Regions from separate parts of the Mus musculus genome. Here region 1 is linked to region 2. A link is a contact called in public promoter capture Hi-C data. All regions are on one chromosome and are shown on one strand. Each heading gives the region's core, a stretch centred on a gene start, on an enhancer-like site or on the middle of the called end of the contact. The rest is flanking DNA. Distances are from core to core; before and after follow the strand shown.

Region 1 (4,942 bases), core at 1,576-4,075, 120 kb before region 2:
GAAAGAAAATCCCCACGTTTTACAAAAGGGAACTAAAATATCAAAGCAGAGTCAAGAAGACTACCACAGTTCAATATAAATGAGCAGCCATTGTCAGTAGACAGTGGCTTTCATTTTACCTGAGTGCCTAGTTGCCGCTGTCTCTAAAAGTGACTACAATCTTCTCAGATGGGCGCTATCTTTATTTTATAGATAAGTTACCTTTGGCTCAAATGCACCTTGTAAGTACCAGGTAGGAATAAGCTTTCATTCTCCTCCTATCTGCCCAACAGGCTGGTGAGTACACATCCCCTCTGCCCTGGGAGACAGGACAGCCAATCTTCACAGAGCAGAGTGAAGGCTCTTGTCCCACAACGGGCTCAAGTGTAGTTCCCATACAAACACTTACTGAGTGCTCACTGTATACCAGGCTGTGCGGTGGATGAAGAAATCCACCCCTTGTCTAACCGGGAGTCACACTGATACACAGGGGACAGATGGATGGCTAAATGACTGAACATATTAACAAAGAGGCAGATGGACATACAGACAGTTAGTGCTCTGAGCACAAGAGCATAGTAGACAGAGTGTCAGGGTCACCAGGAAGCTGATGACTGTGGGAAGGGAAGAGCATTCTAGACAACAGAACTGCACTTTATATAGCCTTAGGAGGTGCCACTCACAGCCTTATCTTTTCTTCTTGATATCTTTCAAATGTTCCTCTCAACTGAAGGTTTAATTCCCTTCAGAAAGTGTGTAAACAACACTGACAACACATTTATCTCTGGCTCTCCAGTAGGGAGTGAAAAACAAACTGGGACCTCTTCCATCTTGTTTCATCAACTGAAATAAGGCAGTGTGGTGCAGGACAGAAAAGTCACTAAACATGAAAAAGCTCAACAAAATGCTCAAGTCAAGAACAGACAAAAAAACCCCGCGCGTCCATTCTCGGCCTTCCTTGCTTCCCTTCACCAATGTGTGCTGTCCTATAAAACTAAAATCCAGGTGCAGACCCAGCTATGCTTGGCACAAGGAACCGTAACGGAATCAGTAAGTGTCCCTCCGCACCAAAGTCATCATGGGTGTATGAGAAAGCACTTGCTTAGCTTGTACGGGCCCTGGGTTCAGGTTCAATCCTCGCCCACAGGGAAAGGGGGAAAAGGAAGGCACACTGGACATGATGAGACACACCCACCTGTAACACTAGCATCTGCGGAACCAGAGGCAGGAGGATGAACTAAGTACAAGAGTTCAAGTTCAGGGTCATCCTCAGGTACACGGTGAATTGGAGGCTAGCCTGGGCTATATGAGAACTTGTCAGCCAAAAAAAGGTACTAAGAACATAGAACAGGAGGCAAGGAATAAGTTATGAAACTGGATCTCTCTCTTGCACACTCTAACCCGCTCAGCTAACCATTCACAGAGGAATAACTTCAAAGGCCCTGAGCACATGAAGCACAGAAATCCAGAAGCCTTCAGAGAAATCCAGGGGTCCTTCAAGAGAGGACAACACTGGTTTCAGAGATCAGTCGGAGACGTCACAGAATGCAGAAAAATCACTGAGACAATTAGGATATGGAAGAAATCCTTCTGTGCTACTGGACAGTGTAGTGGGGATAGAGAAGGTGGGTGTGATCACCAGAGCAGGGACTCCCCCCCCACCCCCGCTACCCCAGGGTCTACAAGCTCAGGGTCTAGCCTTTGGTCCCTGATGGTAATGCAGAACTGATGTACCTTCCTATTTGTGACATACCCTGAGAGATGAAATGCCACCACCTGCTTTCCCCATTAGCTGGATTTGGCCGCTGTTACTGTCTGGTTGGGAGTGGTTATAGCTGCTGGGAGGTGGTCCATCTCTGGAGCATCAAAGAAGTAAGCCTGCAGGAAAGGAGACACAGGAGGGAGCCATGTTAATAGTCTCTGGCCCCCCCCCCCCATTATATTTGTTATCACACCAGACTGCAGCCACCTCACTGTGTATCTCCCTGACTCAACCTTTTAAAACTTAGCTCCAGCCAGGCGTGGTGGCGCATGCCTTTAATCCCAGCACTTAGGAGGCAGAAGCAGGCCAATTTCTGAGTTCAAGGCCAGCCTGGTCTACAGAGTGAGTTCCAAGACAGCCAGGGCTACACAGAGAAACCCTGTCTCGAAAAAACAAAACAACAACAACAAAAAACTTAGCTCCACTCACTGGCCATGCTATGTTGCATGCCTGACTCTTCTCAGAGACCTTAAGGGGTTGTACGATGATCTCTCCTGGCAGGTGCAGAAACTGAGGCTCACAGAGACTGTCCCTGGGTAAGTGAGCGTGGCGCATGAGCAGTGGATCCAGGACTCACGCTAGCAATTACTGTGTCACACAGGGGATACAGGGACTGTCTCTGCCTCTACCTCTGCTCTGCCAGCATCTCGGTCTGGCCTGATAGCAAGTAGCCAGATATTTATGGACTGACTTGCTAAACCAGTTAGTTGACTTTCTGCAGAGACCTCGAAAATAAGGTGCTAAGCACACCTCAGTCCCCAGGACTTGAGCTTGAGAATGAAGTGTGTGACAAGAGCTTCCGCTTGTCACTCTTAGCTGCCAGGAACCAGGAGGAGGTGATGGGACAGGGGAGGTGGCAACGAAGATCTTCCCTCCTGCCTTAAGGTCAGAGGACACTAAAGTTAGCACAGAAAAACACCAATCTTGTTAGCCTTGAGCCCCCCCTTCAAAGGGTGTGTGGGAGGGTGAAGCTGTTACTATCCCAAGGGCCACTAGATACACAGGATTCCCTTGGCATGGGTGGCTCAGGAAGATGAAAAGGTAAAAAGCTAAGAACCATTTTCAGCAGCTCTGCCCTTATTAGCCAGAAGAGGGTGCCAACACAACACACTTGGGCTTCCCAGCCTGTTCCAACCTTCATACTTAACAGATCTCTTTAGCTTCTCTTTGCCACCCGCCCCCCCACCCCCACCCCCCAGAAACTCCCTCTAGCTTATCACAGCCCCAGAGCAAACCTAATTTAAAAGTTTCTCTTGCAGCTGTTTCCTGGCACAAAGGAAGGCGATTCCTCTACTTGGGGGTCATGAGTGAGACCGAGGCCATCGTGTCTGCTCCTCAGGAACACTGAATGGGACTACCAGTGAAGGAGTGGCTCTCTTCCAGGCCACTTGAGGAAATGCTCTTCAGGAAGCTATGAGTCTCAGAGCTGAGTGGTCTGCGTTCCCTGTCTGCACTAGTTACTAGCACTGTGCCTCTAGACAGGCTTCTCTACCTCCTCGGTTTTGTCTGCAAAATTGCGGGGTGGTGGTGGAAAAAGTCTCTAAAAGGCTTTTTCTTCTAGCACAGCCAGTGATGTGGCACAGGGTCTGTGCTCAGCTCAGCCCATCCTGAGGCACTGTGGCCAGTAGGCGCCATTTTCCCTGAGCTCAGTGGTAATCATCCAAACGTGGGCTTGCCTGGCTCTCGACAACCCACCAAGGACCCACGCTCTGTGCTTCCTTCGCTGTCCCTGCCAGGTGTGTTCAGTGAAGACCTGGAGATCATTTTCCAGTGCAGTCACCGAGGGACCTCAGCAGATGTGAGGCTGCCACATACATCACTGCTCTGAAACCGAAGCACTAATCCGCGGTTCCCAGGGGAGACAGGGAAAGCCGGGCGAGGCTGTCTGCTTCAGCTGGTGCCCCTCAGCTCGAACAGCTCCCTCGCCAACTCCTCCCACCGCTTTCCAATAATTATAATGTCTTCTGACATTACATGAACAGTTTTCTTTCTCTGTTTTTCCGTATGTGTGTGTCTGTGTATGTTCACCTGTGTGTGGTATATAGGCACACATGTACATGTGTGTGCAGGCCAGAGCATAACCTCAAGTTTATTCCTCTGACACTCTCCTCCTCTTCTTCCTCCACCTCCTCCTTGATAATCACACCAGGTCCCCTCCTCACACGTAGGCTAGGCTGACTAACACTGAGCCTCACCTGTCTCCATCTCCCCAATTCTGGAGTTACAAGCATGCACCATGCTCAGCTCTTTTTATGTGGGTTCTGGAGACCGAACTAGAGTCCTCTGAAAGCACTTTACCAGCTGAGCTGTCCTCCCAGTAAACCCCTGCTCATAAGTCAAGGTGTTGCTTTTATACCTCTGAAGGGCCTGCAACTCACTATGAGACCCAGGTGGGCCATAAACTTGTGGAAACCTTCTTGCCTCAGCCTCCTGAGAACAGAGATGACAGATGAGAGACACCTGACACAGCTAACCTGTCATAATTTTCATGCTGCAAACCTTATCCAAACCTTCCAAGAGGACAGACGGTGCTACGATGTGCATGGTCAGTCCCTTTATCTTAGGAAAGAGAAAGGCGGCCAGAGTAATAACCAAAGCTTGGGTGTGGGAGCTGGAGGGACCCCGGCTTCCTCTATAACCAAAGCATGGATGTGGGAGCTGGACAGGACCCCCAGCTTCCTCTATTACCAAAGTGTGGGTGTGGGAGCTGGAGGGACCCCCGGCTTCCTCTATAACCAAAGTGTGGGTGTGCGAGCTGGACAGGACCCCCATTTCCTCTATTTTGATTCTCCCTCCTCCAGAAGAGAAAGGAGAAGCCATATCCAACAGAGAGAAGACAGTTCAGACACAGGGCTTTGGCTTAACATCTGGCCATCAAGGGCTTCCTCTGCTCAGAACACGGCAGTTCCTCCTCAAGAAGAGCCTTTCTCCCAGCACACACTTCTGCTGCAGAGGCCAGCACGCCCCGATTAGGAGACTTTTCAGAGCTGGAAGGAATGAGCCTCTCTCCTACCTCTGCCTCTCCACCAACTTCTCAGCCATTATACGATGGAAGACGGTCAGGTCAGGTCAGGCCAGGTCCAGGGAGAGTGAAGGACACAGTCACAGTCTGACACAAGAGCCTTGGTCTGTTTATGAGCTCTGTGACCTTGGGTCACTCCTGTGAGAGCAGCAGAGTGGCCCTGGAACTTCTGCTTACGC
Region 2 (5,004 bases), core at 362-2,861:
TTGGTTTGGATTTACCTATGGCATTAGCATAGCAAGCAGATATTTCTACTTTTGTGGTGCGGGAGGGAAGGCTATGGACGTATGTAATAATTTCTAATGTATATTTTCAATACATAGTAATTTTTTCAAATAAACTCTTTTGCTCTCGTTGAATTCTGCTTTTGAATTGCAGATTGGAGCCACAGGAGATAGCACCATGTGAACTAATGAATTTGGTATGACCTGTTCTTGCTACAGTTTGGAACAGCTGATAGAATGTAGATGTGAATGAAGCTGCTGCTGACTGTATGCTTCCCTGGGCCATGCCCTGGCCTCGTAGCATATACATGAAACAAGCCAAAATTCAGAGCCAAGAACCTTTAACATCAAGTTAAGTGGCATGTTCAATGTCATAGAGCTTACAGTAGGAAGTGAGAGTTTACACTTCTTTCTACTTGGCTGCAAAGCCCATCCTGTGTTGTTGCCTTCTCAACAATCATTAGCATTTATTGAAATCCCAGCCATTGGAGGTATTCATTAAAACCCAAGTGACTCACAGCAGTCTTGGAAGTAAGAGGGCAGAAGCTTTTTCCAACTTAAGACTTCCTGGAAAAGTCCCAATGATAATAAATACTGTAGGTTTCTTCAGGTCACAAGAATTTTCTTACAGATACTCAGCTATACACAGTAAATCAATATGGCTGCCTGCCAATACATTTTCTTTGTTTGTTTGTTTGTTTACAAAGACAGGTGGCTGGCAGATTAGCCAGAGTTTGGGTGCGTGCCACTACACCTGGCACCAGGAAACTCTTGTTTAAAAGCAAGCACCGTTGTGAGGACTGTGCAGTTCAAGCAATTTAGCCAGTGTTAACTTCAGCAGGTCTGTAGTAAGGCTAGATTCGGAATTTCTAGATGAGCATAGCATATGGTTATCAAAATTTGGAGGTAGAAGCTGGGCGTGGTGGCGCACGCCTTTAATCCCAGCACTCAGGAGGCAGAGGCAGGCAGACTTCTGAGTTTGAGGCCAGCCTGGTCCACAAAGTGTGTTCCAGGACAGCCAGGGCTATACAGAGAAACCCTGTCTTGAAAAAAAAAAAAAAAATTGGAGGTAGAGGCCAAATGATCAGGAACTCAAGGCTGGCTTGGGCTACATTAAAAGATTAAGCAATTTCAGCAAGCACCCAGAAGATACCAGTGAGTATCAAGGCTCTTAACGCCTAGCTTTGTAAACACTGGACACTGGACAAAAAAGCCTTTGATCTGGAAGCTTGAGTGCAGAATGCTCCCATGTTGAGCTGTTAAAATGTCCGTGAAAAATCCTCTTGAGTAGAGGTGGTGACACATGCCTCTGATCTCTGCTCTAGAAGAGTTCCAGGCCTCCCTGGGGTATACGAGTTTTGTCTCAAGAAGCATAAAACAGTAAATGCCTGGTTTTACTCTTCTAATTGTGGATACTAGGAAAATTTAGATGGCGTACATGACTTGGGTTTGTGAATTCTCTTTTATTTCTGTCTCTACACCAGAGTTTCTTAACCTCCCTGATGCTGCAACCCTTTAATTCAGTCCCTCATATTGTGGTGACCCAGCCATACAATTATTTTGCTGCTACTCTGTAACTGTAATTTTCTAGTTATGAATCATAATGTAAATATCTGCTATGTGACTCCCAAAGGGTCACAGCCTACAGATTGGGAACTGTTCTAGACATACCGATGTTTAAAAGGCTGTTAACAGCAAGACTTAAATAGGCAACTAAAGAAGAGAGAAAATAATCTCAAGAAATAGAAAACATCGATTTGATATTTGGAAACACTGGAAGTTAGCCAAATTTTTATTACAGGTTGGTTTACATTTGCTATTCTGAGCTATGCATGGTGCTACCACTATACAGAAGACCACCCAAGGTCATAGCAAAAGCTCGGACTTGTGAAATTTATGATAAGGCAAATAACAGAGCGTGTTATGGGATTCTTGTCTTGATGTTTTGAGACACTATGTTTTGTCTCATTATATGGTCTAACCTGAGGTTACAGGTGGGCACCACACTAAGGTTAGGATCTTAAATGGACCCAAGGTTCAGAATTTGAAGGCTTATTCCCTGGCGCTCACAGACAGGCTTTGGGAGGTGACTGGATCGTGAGGGCACCAATCCTGCTTACGGATTAATTATGGATTGTAGGTTTGTGTCTTGATGGGTCTGGGTTGGAATTTGTTAGAAAAGCCAAGCACTCTTCACTCACATGATAGCAGTTGGGCCAAGCAGCTTTCATCCCTTGTGGGGTAGCCACCAGAGAACACTGCTCAGAGAAGGAGTTTAGCCACTAGGAAGTGTTTACTAGCCAGGCAGTGATTATACTGAGTTTTTGGGATCCCAGTATAGCAATGAGCCTTTCTCAGGGTGAGCTTTTAAGCAGAAAAAAACAAGTTCTGGTTTGACATACTTAAGTTAACAAGAACAGTTAGCCAGAAGCAATACTACAGAGGCTAAAAAAGCAAAGTTAATACATTTAGAGACTTTTCCCAGAACTATGGACTTTGATGGATTAGATCTTTGTTTTAGTGTTGGTAGGTGATGCTGTCTGTGCTGAGTTTTATGACCTGCATGGTGCTTCCATCATTAAGTCAGTTGTGGCCGAGCATGGTGGCGCACACCTTTAATCCCAGCACTTGGGAGGTAGAGGCAGGCGGATTTCTGAGTTTGAGGCCAGCCTGATCTACAGAGTGAGTTCCAGGACAGCCAGGGCTACACAGAGAAGCCCTGTCTCAAAAACCAAAAAAGAAGAAAAAAAGATAAAGTCAATTGTGCTAAGTTCTGAGGGCCTACTGAGGCTTGGGGCCATGTTCTACATTCTCTTGCATGTGTAACACACATACATTACACACTCTTTCCTTGGTATCCTGTCTCGCCACAGGCCTAAAAGGAGCTCTGTCAAGCAACTGTGTATTTAGGCCCACATGAAGATGAGGGGACAATTTTATGAAGTCAGTTCCTCTTTTGTTTTTTTATGTGGATTCTGGGAATGAAACTCAGGTCCACAGGCATACACTGAAAGCATTTCACCCGATGAACCATTTGGCTAACTCAATTTTGGTTTTCTTTTTAAGACAGGACCTTACTACGTAATCCATTCTTACCTCAAACTCAATATGCACGTAAGTAGGACTGAACTCGAACTCAGCCCTCTTGCCTCAGACGTCCAAATGAGGGATTACAGGTATGTGCCACCTTAATGGCACTAAGCAGGCCTGGTCTTAGCCTTTCTTCTTCGAAGTTGGTAGACCACAGGTCTTTTGAGTATTTTGTTAAAGCAATGGAGAGCCAGCGCAGAAAACTGGTACTGAGAAATGGAGTCTTGAGGTGGAGATGTAGCTCAGCTGGTACGATGTGTGACTAGCATCTATATATGAGAGCCTGGGTTCAAGCTGCAGAACCACAGAAACAGGGAATGAAGGGTGGCAACTGCCTGTAATTCAAGTACTTAGGAGGTAGAGGCAGGAGCATCAGAAACTTAGGTCATCCTCAACTACATAGTTCAAATTCAAGGCCTCAAAACAAAGAGATACGATGTGAGGCTTTGCTCCACACACACTCCCTGCCTTACCACTGACTTAGAACATTTGAGCCCCTTGCTGAAACAGCAGGCCGAGTGCATCTTTCCTTAGGTCAGTTATCTCAGATGTGTCTGTGTCAGAGAAGCACAGCTGACCAGCACAGTGCACACTGGTTTTTGTCCACATAAAGTTGAGCTCTAAAATGTCATTTGTGGGCCTGGAGAGATTCTCAGTGGCTAAAACTGTGCCACTCTTGCAGAGAGAGAGGACTGGAGGTTGGTTCCTAGTACCCACGCTGGGTAGCTCAGGCCTGCCTATACCCTGAGTTCCAAAGGAATTCCAATGCCTCTGGCCTCAGCACCTACACACACACACACACACACACACCTATTTTAAAATATTTAAAAGTTGTTTTTAAAGCGATATTTAGGCAGACAGTAGCATACCTTACCAAATTCCTAGTGCCAATAACTTTGCTTGTCAGACACAGTGTATATTATCAGTCAAACCTGAACCTAATTTGACCACTCCACCCCAAATGCACACCATCACTGCCACACCGTCATTTCTGCCTGCCTCTGCCTGCTGACTGCTGGGGTTAAAGGTGTGTGCTACCACTCCTGGTTTAAGAGTTCCTTTTTAAAACTCCTTTGTTCTAAGGGCTTTCCTATACTGATAAGTCCTTTAAACAACTATTTCAACAGTTAATTTTGCCTTTCAAGTGAAAATCTAGTCTTTATTCTAGTAGTTGAGGAACAGGTCAAAAATTTCTGGCCAGCCTGCAGGTGGTATTGTCCCTGCTTACTCAGTGACCCTGTAGTACGTGGAGTCAACATCTTTCTCTGGTATAATATGGCTGGGGTAATTACTATATACTTGACAAACATGGGAGGGTCAGCCTTTTTTTTTTCCACTTCCTAGAGCTATTGATTAAATCTAGGGCCTTATATATGCCAGGCAAATGTTCTGTCATTAAGCTGTATCCCTGGCCCTTAGGATAAGCAATGCTTTGCCTTAAAATTGTTTGTGGTTGTTTACTGCTTGTTTTATTTCTTAGTTTGATTTTTGTATTGTTGTGTATTGTGTGTGTGTGTGTGTGAGTGTGATGTGTGTGTGTGAGTGTGATGTGTGTGCACGTTTGTGAAAGTAAGAAGACTCCATTTGGCATTTGTCTTTTGAAACTCCATCCCCTCCTACCACTGATTCATTGCTTCACGTGTATGATAATTTGCCTAAACGTATGTGAGTGCCCTGCATGGCATACATGTCTGGTGCTTAGGACAGGAGAGGGTGAGGGAGTTACAGGCGGTTGTTAGCCACCTAATGTGCATGTTGGCAACAGAACCTGAGTCCTCTGGAAGAACAGATGATCTTTACCAGTTAGCCATCTCCAAGACCTCCTTCCATGATGTATGGCACAAAGAGTGGCATGGACATGTGTCCTCAGTGGCCAGCCGAGCAATAGCTTCCCAT

Evidence for each region. Capture Hi-C pulls out chosen DNA fragments and counts their contacts.
Region 1: a promoter capture Hi-C map of adipose tissue shows a contact between it and region 2. The contact joins two enhancer-like sites. A contact is called at or near these places in 17 of 39 promoter capture datasets (the 3T3-L1 cell line, 3T3-L1-derived adipocytes, the C10 cell line and 10 more), 3 of 15 datasets of contacts at CTCF or cohesin (CD8 T cells, the NIH/3T3 cell line and large pre-B cells), 135 of 484 Hi-C or Micro-C datasets (the 63-12 cell line, 8-cell embryo, the AtT-20 cell line and 79 more), 12 of 115 datasets of contacts at active chromatin or transcription factors (the 230-238 cell line, the HPC-7 cell line, the NIH/3T3 cell line and 8 more) and 4 of 9 other capture datasets (adipose tissue, embryonic tail, liver and 1 more).

The regions. Positions count from the first base shown.
Region 1 is chr4:107,347,329-107,352,270 of GRCm38.p6, reverse strand. It overlaps Yipf1 (Yip1 domain family, member 1), which reads right to left. Exons shown (of 10, transcript NM_145550.3): 9 at 1,733-1,857. The coding sequence ends at 1,768. Among named protein-coding and RNA genes, the nearest start is that of Ndc1, 18 kb to the left of the region's middle. Within about 2 kb of position 2,825, at least 23 of the 459 cell types and tissues checked have an H3K27ac peak or open chromatin away from gene starts, as enhancers often do.
Region 2 is chr4:107,228,663-107,233,666 of GRCm38.p6, reverse strand. Lrrc42 (leucine rich repeat containing 42) reads left to right here. Exons shown (of 8, transcript NM_029985.2): 8 at 1-153. Among named protein-coding and RNA genes, the nearest start is that of Ldlrad1, 22 kb to the right of the region's middle. Within about 2 kb of position 1,611, at least 15 of the 459 cell types and tissues checked have an H3K27ac peak or open chromatin away from gene starts, as enhancers often do.